3 separate regions of the Zea mays genome follow, and all the other regions are linked to region 1. The links are chromatin contacts, called in public Hi-C maps. All regions are on one chromosome and are shown on one strand. Each heading gives the region's core, a stretch centred on a gene start, on an enhancer-like site or on the middle of the called end of the contact. The rest is flanking DNA. Distances are from core to core; before and after follow the strand shown.

Evidence for each region. Hi-C and Micro-C count contacts between places; a contact is called where the count stands out from the background.
Region 2: a contact with region 1 is called in a Hi-C map of endosperm, with 3 times the contacts expected there. The contact joins the promoter of LOC100282903 here to the promoter of LOC109946026 in region 1. A contact is called at or near these places in 2 of 25 Hi-C or Micro-C datasets (endosperm and tassel).
Region 3: a Hi-C map of ear shows a contact between it and region 1, with 2.4 times the contacts expected there. The contact joins the promoter of LOC100277074 here to the promoter of LOC109946026 in region 1. A contact is called at or near these places in 2 of 25 Hi-C or Micro-C datasets (ear and tassel).

Annotation. Positions count from the first base shown.
Region 1 is chr4:80,795,892-80,798,841 of Zm-B73-REFERENCE-NAM-5.0, reverse strand. It overlaps LOC109946026 (DEAD-box ATP-dependent RNA helicase 29), which reads left to right and starts at 1,409. Exons shown (of 11, transcript XM_020552564.2): 1 at 1,409-2,049; 2 at 2,350-2,950. The coding sequence starts at 1,599.
Region 2 is chr4:81,282,489-81,285,438 of Zm-B73-REFERENCE-NAM-5.0, reverse strand. It overlaps LOC100282903 (dnaJ domain containing protein), which reads left to right and starts at 1,519. Exons shown (of 5, transcript NM_001155809.2): 1 at 1,519-1,866; 2 at 1,970-2,070. The coding sequence starts at 1,790.
Region 3 is chr4:80,439,836-80,442,785 of Zm-B73-REFERENCE-NAM-5.0, reverse strand. LOC100277074 reads right to left here and starts at 1,454. Exons shown (of 2, transcript NM_001150741.1): 1 at 675-1,454. The coding sequence starts at 1,089.

The DNA of each region.
Region 1 (2,950 bases), core at 160-2,659:
CTTCAATCACCCACCACAAAGAACTGTCTATGGCAGGTCACATTCAGATCAAACCATATCTTGAGCATTCTATTCTTTTTACTATGCAGATCCATCGCTAACGATGTAAGATAATCAACATTAAAGTGCAGATCTACATGAGTACAACCAGAATCCATTCCTAGGGTAGAGGTTGATCGGGCAGTGAATGGGTGAGGGCTCAACCGATGGCTGCTTCCTAGCGCGACGTCGTCCGTGGTGGCTTGATGCCTCGTCGGAGAAGGAGCTAGGATTAGTGAGACGTCAGCGAGTGCAGCCTCACTCAACCGCGACCGCGAGTAGCTTCTTTGGGTTCCGCCGCAATGAGAGCATCAGACGACGAGCGGGAGGACGTCAAATCCAGATCTTCGGCATGACGGGGATGTTGCCATGCAGATCGCGACGCCTGACGTCGGAGCTTCGTCGATGGAATCAAGGTTGCGTTGTCGCCGTCTTCCGCATCTTGTACGGGAGAACCTTCCATAGAAAGCCGCGAATAGGAACTGACCGGTGCTGCGCGCGAGTGAATGTTGGTAGCGTTCCCCTTCATCAGGGGAGAGAAAACGCCGATGAGATGAAGGACTGTGTAGGGGAGGCCATTGCGACGTTTTCGCGTGATCCTGTAGCCGCTACATTAGGGGGGGAGGCGTGGTAGACGCACAGATGTCCAATAAGCACGAGGCCCGCGAGCCTGGCACGAAGCCCGCTGTTTGGGTCCGGTCCGAGCCCGGCATGACTCGGTTCTATGCGGGCCCGGCCCGGCACGAATAAGCGGGCCGGGCTCGGACAAGAAACTAGGCACGGTGGGCTAGCTCGGTACGACCCGTTTACCTCTAAGCCCATTAAACCCGCTTTTTTACACTAAAACGTGCTTACCGGCCCGCATAGCCCATTTTCGGCCCGCTTTTTTCGTGCTAAACGGGCCGGCCCGCGTTTAGGCCCGCTGTGGGCCGGGCTCGGACAGGAAATTGAGCCCGCGTGCTTAGAAGGCCCGACCCGGTTTTCTAACCGTGCCTGGCGGGCCGGGCTTCACCGGGCCCGGGCCGGGCGGCCCCTTTGGCCATCTCTAGGTAGACGTGTCCGTTGAAGGCATTCTAAGTATGATGAAATTATGGTCCTGTTTAGCATTGCTGTTGCTTGTTGAAAAAATAACTTATCTTAGAAGTTGATGAAAACAGTTTCTGCTTGTTGTCTGCTTTTAGTTTATTTTGATAAGCAGCAGAACTGATAAGCTGCTGCAGAAATTGTCTTTCTGACTGTGTTTAAATTTGTGAACAAGTTGAAAATAAAAATAAACTGTGTCAAACAGGACCTATATTTTTAGAACTTAGCTTGTGTCATATAAATGCAACCAAACAGGCCCATTGTATCTCAGCCCATGAGTTTTTTTTCATGTCGACCCGGCCCATGATTCCCGACCTGGCTCGTCGCGCAAGTTGCTTCGCGTGTCTCCCCTCCACCCCTCTCCTCTCCTTCCGCTTCCGCAGTACCTCGCCGCCACGGCCGACGTTGATAAAGCCCCAAACGGCTAAACCCACGTCTCCCTCTTCTGCCCTCCCTCCCTACTTCCCAGCCACCCCATGGCTCGCTTAACCCCCACGAAGTCCAAATCCTCCAGGAAGCCCAAGCCCTCCTCCTCCTCCGCCATGGGCGCCGGAGCGGAGCCGGATGCGATGTCCACGCGGCGGCCGAAGCGTGGCAAGTCGGTGGGCGGCGTCAGCAAGAAGTCCAAGTCGGGCGGGTTCGAGTCGATGGGGCTCTGCGAGGAGGTGTACCGCGGGGTGCGCCACAAAGGGTACCGCGTGCCCACGCCGATCCAGCGCAAGACCATGCCGCTCATCCTCGCGGGCGTCGACGTCGCTGCCATGGCCCGCACGGGCTCCGGGAAGACCGCCGCATTCCTGGTGCCCATGCTGCAGCGCCTCCGCCGCCGCGACCCGAGCGCCGGCGTCCGCGCGCTCATCCTCTCACCTACCCGCGACCTCGCGATGCAGACGCTCAAGTTCTCCAACCAGCTCGGCAAGTTCACAGGTGCGTAGTAGTCCTCGTGCTCGTAGCCAGGCCAATGTGCCGCTGTCAGCTTTGCTACATAGCAATCATGCTGTTTTACCAATTGAGAATTTTTATATGACACTTTCGAGATGCATAATTCAGCGGCTTATATTGGGCTGCTTTACTTGAGATAGCAGCCTACCATTTTGGGTATATTGTTGTCTTTGTGCCCTTGTATACAATTTTGGGCATCGATTGTTGTGTTTTCTGGGCTGCTCCTTCTCAGCTCGAAATATTTCATCAGTGCGGAATGGTGACTTGTTTTCCCCCATCTTGTAGACCTAAGAACCAGCATAATTGTTGGTGGAGATAGCATGGAGAGTCAGTTTGAGGACCTGTCAGAGTGTCCTGATATCATAATTGCCACGCCAGGCAGGCTCATGCACCATTTGAATGATGTCAAGGACATGACTCTTCGCTCAGTGGAATATGTTGTGTTTGATGAAGCAGATTCCTTGTTCAGCATGGGGTTCGCCAAACATTTGCACGATATTCTGAAGAAGCTAAATGATACACGACAAACATTGCTCTTTAGTGCCACTTTGCCTAGTGCCCTTGCAGATTTTGCAAAAGCTGGTCTGCGTGATCCGCACATTGTGAGGCTCGACTTGGACAAAAAGATCAGTCCTGATCTCAGGATGGTGTTCTTCACACTGCGCCAAGAAGAGAAGCTTGCTGCCTTACTGTATTTGGTCAGGGAACGCATCAGCTCTGAGGAGCAGACAATAATTTTTGTTTCAACCAAGCATCATGTGGAGTTCTTGAATGTTTTGTTCAGAGAAGAAGGTTTAGAGCCTTCCCTATCCTATGGTGCTATGGATCAGGAAGCTCGTATGATTCATATTTCAAAATTCAGGGCAAGGAAGACCATGCTACTTAT
Region 2 (2,950 bases), core at 270-2,769, 490 kb before region 1:
AACCGTTGAAACTGGTGCTTTAAGTATACTAGTCGGTTGCCCGTGCGTTGCGACGGCTTACAACAATACCCACGTAAACTATACATCAAAAAAAAATTCAAGATTTTTTATTGATTGTCTCCGCTCTCTGTATAATATATTTTTTGATTTGGCTAAGTGATGTCATTGTTTACTCCATACAAATATGTCTTGGTACAACACGGCCAATGAAGTGAGCGATTATAAGAGAGTTCACAACGATTGACTGAATGAACAGAGATTATAAAATGACATAATTCTATCATACATAGACCAAATAAGAGAAAGTTTGTGAGATCAAGTTTCTAAAATAAGTCCCATAAAGTCAAACTTATAAAAAAGATAGATCAAAATATGGAGTGATTGCTAAAGTCAGGCATCAATAAAAACTGGATGTGCTCCGTATAAATTATGCTACTTTATAGCAATTACTAACGTTTAAAACCAACAAATAAACTTTCATTTTGTTGTTAGTGTGACAAATCATTGATGCTTCATCCAATTCAGCAACCTCAAACATCATGTAGTCCATTGCGCCAATGTGGTCTCATAAACGACCTAATGCTTGCAAGAGCCAAGAACGTCGTGTCGTGCTTGGGCTGTAGTCTCGGCCCGTAGTGCTGGCCGGGCCCGACACGATTATTTTTTTATTTTACAAAAAAAATGTATATACCTATATACAATTTATATTCAATATTAAAAACATCTTAGTGTGATGTTCTACTGGTTAGACAGTTTCACTCAGTGTCTCCTGCTCTTCTTCCATCAGGGCATGGGTTCAACCCCACCTCCTGCACCGTTTTTTTGACATTTTACGCTGATTTAATTAAATGGATCGACGGGTTAACAGGCTGACCCGACACAGTTAGCAGGCCGGCATGACGTGCCTGTGCCATAGTTGTGGCCCGCGTGCATCTAGCCCGTATCGGGCGTCGTTACGCTGGTTTAATTAAATGGATCGATGGGCTAACGAGCTGGCCCGACACAGTTAGTAGGCCGACATGACGTGGCTGTGTCATAGTTGGGCTCGTGTGCATGTAGCCCGTATCGGACGTTGTTTGGCATCTATAGACGTGCAGCGGATTAATTTGAAATAGATGTGAGAGGTTATTTGTAAAAAAATGACGCATGACGTCCGTTGAAACTGATGCTTTAAATATAGTATAGATTATAGATTATAGATTATAGATATAGATTATAAACTACTTGAAAGATCTTTTCGTTTTTAAGTTGGCGGTACGGTATGCATATCTAGCGCACGTTCAAGTTATTCAATTTGTAGACTATTTAAGGCCTGCCTTAGTGGGCCAGATCAGGGCTCATTCTCATGTGTCGGTCCTCAATTTAGTCCATTTAAAATTAGGGAAATTTGGATCCATACCATTAAAAGATCACCACTTTGGATCCATACCATTACTATCTCACTTACATGTGGGTCCACATGAGTCAATGACATATGAGGTCCATGGTATATATCTAAAGTTTGGATCTTTTAATTGTATAGATCCAATTGTTCCTTAAAATTACGACTCGCACCCACGGACCCACCAACCACGCCGCCGCCGGCCGGCCACCTTTCTCCATTCTCCGTCAATCGTCATCCTATCCGATCCCCAACTAGGCAACTACTCCGTCTCACGCCTCTCCTGTCCCCTCTCGCCGCTCTCGCCCCGCCTCTGCCTCCGCCTCCGCCTCCTCCATCGCACCCAGCTTTCCTCCCCACCCCACCGCCACTCCTACCCCGCCACGTCGTGTAGTCGCGGCGGCGGATATGCAAGCCGCCGCCGCCTTCAACCAGGCAGCCTTCACCGTCCGCTCGCTGCATCGCCCCCCGAGGCCCCTCCATCTGTACGCTCGGCTCATTTCCATCCTATTGACGTGTTAGCTAGCCAGTTGTTAGTTTTCGCCTCCACGTGCTGATTAGTTCAAGCGTCGTGGGTGAATTTTGCAGAGCTGTTGCGGAGGATGCTTTTGCGGGGATAAGAGGCGCGCCCCTTACACGGCCCCGGTGCTGCGGGAGCCTCTCTGTCGGCGTCGGCAGCTACGACAGCGGTAAGGACGGAGAAACCGTAGACCCAGTTAATGTCGTAGCTGCTACCTTGCTTATCTAGGAAGCTAAACTCGGGAGGCATTAGCATTACAAGTATGTTTTAGTTTATCTGGTTCAGAATAAATAAAAACAATTGAACATTATCCTAAAGGAAAGAGAGATACTGATAGAGAAGGTTTTGATTTGTGTACAAGGGGGTGTTTGTTTGGGATTATAATCCACCTAGATTATATAATCCAACAATTTTTGAACTAACTTTTAGTTCAAAAGTTGTTAGATTATATAATCTGGATAGATTATAATCTCAAACAAACACCCCCTAAGTGTATAACCTCCTGTTACCAAATAAGCTTCTTTCAGCCTAAAAGATGCTCAGTAGTTTTCCGAAGGCAATCTATGTGAATAATTTATCATGCCACCTTTTTGTTGACCGTAAAAACCTCCACATAGTCTGCAAAAATCATTTCTTCTGGTCAACTCTGTTGTTCTGTGAGATAAGAGAAATGTCGAGACACAATTTGGCCTGTGATATCCACAAATGTTACCTCCTTGGGAAACCATTAGTCACCTGTGTCCCAGCCCTATTTGCGACCCCCCCCCCCCCCCCTTTTTTTATTTGGTGAATCTAGGATATGGTTACTGGCTGATAAGAACTGTTCCCCTCTGGACTCATTGTCCTGATAAGATGAAGCAAGATGAAATCTAGGTACAGAACCTACTTTTCACTTTTTTTTTATAATGAAACTTACTTTTCATATTGTGAGGCTGGGGTTTGACCTGTCTTTGTTTATTGAGGCTCTGCAGAAATCTAGGTACAGAACCTACTTTGCCATTCTTTTGGTCTGCAACTGTTTCTAGGGCCAAAGCGTGTTAATACTGACT
Region 3 (2,950 bases), core at 205-2,704, 360 kb after region 1:
CCGCTGACCCGGTGGGTTCAAGGTGTCTGATAAATTTACGACACAGTCATTACAGGTTTGAATTGACATGATTCACAGCATCCTAGTTGGAACTTGGAACACCACACAATATATGTGTGTGAGGTTTTGGGTAAACGACATGTATGAATGATCATGGCACGACGGCAGCATAGCAAACGAAGAGGAAACAAGCATGTATCAAGTAAAGTTATGTCCTACTCATACCATATGGTAAACTTAATTAGTCATGTAAGTTGTGTTATGACACTATATGACAGTTGACACTATAGGAATCTTAAATGCTGATAGGCCGTACACCCAAGATTACAACTCTTGCTGTTCTTTTTCTGCTCGCAGTAACGCAAGTGTTTCACCTCTCATTATACTGTTGTGGCCTCATTAGATTGTACACTTATCCGGTGCCTAGACAATATTATTGGCAAAAGAATTCAACAGCCGATAACTAGAAACTTGCCATTTAGGACATCGGTTTAACAGGCTAAACAAACAGGTTTAGCGATGTACTGTAATTAGTAATTACTGTCTATTTACCAACTCTGCACAACACCTAGTACTCCGCAAGTGCTAGTGGAGGGAATAACTAGCAGTTAGCGTATTCAGCTCACCAGAAACGCCGCCGTGGGCGGGGACACCACCAGGACCAGGGAACCTACCATCAGGTCGGGCAGGTCGGTCAACGCGGCCGCGTCGATAGCACGGCACGAGGACGGCGAAGCTGCCCTCGGAGTCCACGTCACTATGGAGATCCGGCGCGAGCGGCTCCAACCAGCCGATGGACCAGTCGGAGGCGTCGGAGTCCGAGTCAGACAGGCAGCCGTCGCCGTCGGACTGCACGATAACCATGCCGTGCTCGCTGTCGACCCTGTCCTCCGCGCGGCCGCCGCGCCGGCTGATCATGCCCGTGCGCCCGACGCCGGCGTCTGGCTCCCGAAACCCGGACGGGGAGTCCGGGAAGAGGCCTTTCGTCACGGCCGTGCTGCTCCACGCCGGTGGCTCGCGGTCGCGGCCTCTACGGTTTCTGGCTCTGCTCCCCGGCCATATCCACTGCGAGAATCGGCTCAGCGACATGGCCGTTGTGGGGGAAAGAAATCAAAGAATGCTCGGGTCGTCTTGATCCGGTTGAAAATTGGGGGCGCAAAGCTGACAAAATCAAAGAGAATAGAGCAAAGCAAAAAGGATAATCTGTGAGGAAAATCTTATCTTCTTCCGGAACTAGATCCAATAAATATCTGTCTCGTCAAAAGTGGATATTGGCAGGCAAATGGAGGAAGGAACCGCCCTTTAAGCGAAAGCAACATCAAGTGGAACAAAAGAAACCGCTGAAAACTATAGCGGTTGCTTCTCGGCGCAAATCGGAGGAGCAAGCAAACGATAGTAGAAGAGTTACTGTGACTAAACCTATCACCAAGAACAGACTGACTATAGCCTGAAGCAGAGAAGGCGAGAGAGATTCGGCAACTGAAAAGATGCGAAGAGCAAGGTTGTTGCGAGGTCGCCACGAGAATCCTGGGGTGGAGGAACCCGGTCGTCCCTAGATTCGGATCTTTTAGGCCTTGTTCGGTTATTCTCAATACACATGGATTGGATGTGATTAAAAAAAATTCTTAAGAAGTTTGACTTGTTTAGGATTCAAACCCATCCAATCTCACTCAATCCACATGGATTGAGAGCTAACCGAACAACCCCTTAGGTGTGGGGAAGAGGAAGAATCGGGGCCAGAGAACTGAACTAGTGAACCGGATAGCAACAGCCAACAGCGAAGGAGAAGCCAAGAGTACTGAGGGTTAGCCAAAGCCAAACCAAAGGGTTAGATTAAGAAAGCAACTTTTTTTAAAAGCCGACTTTCTCACAGTGTAAAAATAAAAGCATATCTAGATCTACTTTTAGTGATTTTTAGATTAAACTGTGAAAACATATATCAAATAACTTTTAACGATTTTCAGAGGTTTCGACCAAACGATTGTTAGCTTTTTAACAGTTTACCGCTCACAACAACTTTTCTCACAGCTCATAGTCCACAACAGCTTTTTTCATAGCCACGGCCCAACCAAACAGACCCTGAAGAGGAGGCTAGCCGCCTAGGTAGGGCTGGATATCGAGCCAGCTCGGCTCGGCTCGTTTGAGCTCGAGCTGGCTCGTTAAGCTAACGAGTTGGCTCGACTCGGCTCGTTAAGGTAGCGAGCCACAGAGTCAGCTCGGCTCGACTCGTTTACGAGCTCGAGCTGGCTCGTTTAGCTTGCGAGCCAGAGCAGAAAAAAATAATATGTGTTTAATAATCAATTTCTAGTTAATTTCAAACTAATTTAAAACAGAAAATAGTAATTATACTCATAGTTTCACAGACCATATCAATATAACACCAAATTAACACAACTCATCACTCATTAATTCACTATTCACACACATATTCAGCAGTTTAACCCACACTTATATTCGTATAGACCAATTTCATACATAGACATAATTCATCAATCATTAGTTTAACTTATAGGTTATAGACACCACACATACATATAACATATTCATCAATTGTTACGTAAATGATATGTATATAGTTTTGTTTTGCTGAAATGTGATAGCTCGTTTAGCTCACGAGCTGGCTTGTTAACAAACCGAGCTGGCTCGTTAACGAACCGAGCTAGGATGTCAGCTCAGCTCGCGAAAAAATTCAAACGAGCCGATCCGAGCCGAGCCGAGCTGGCCACGAATCGAGCGAGCCGACGAGCTGCAAGCATTTTGTCCAGCCCTACGCCTAGGCCACCCATGGCCCGCACTCAGCAGTGCGAGCCGGCCGTGTGCATGGCGTGGCCGATGGGAACCAAGCCAACCGTCCGCGTGGAACGGATCCTTGCACAACAGGATTGTCGGCCGTCCGATATGTCACGTGCTGACTTGCTTACTAGGAAGTCAAGTTTTTGCTGCTGTTGGG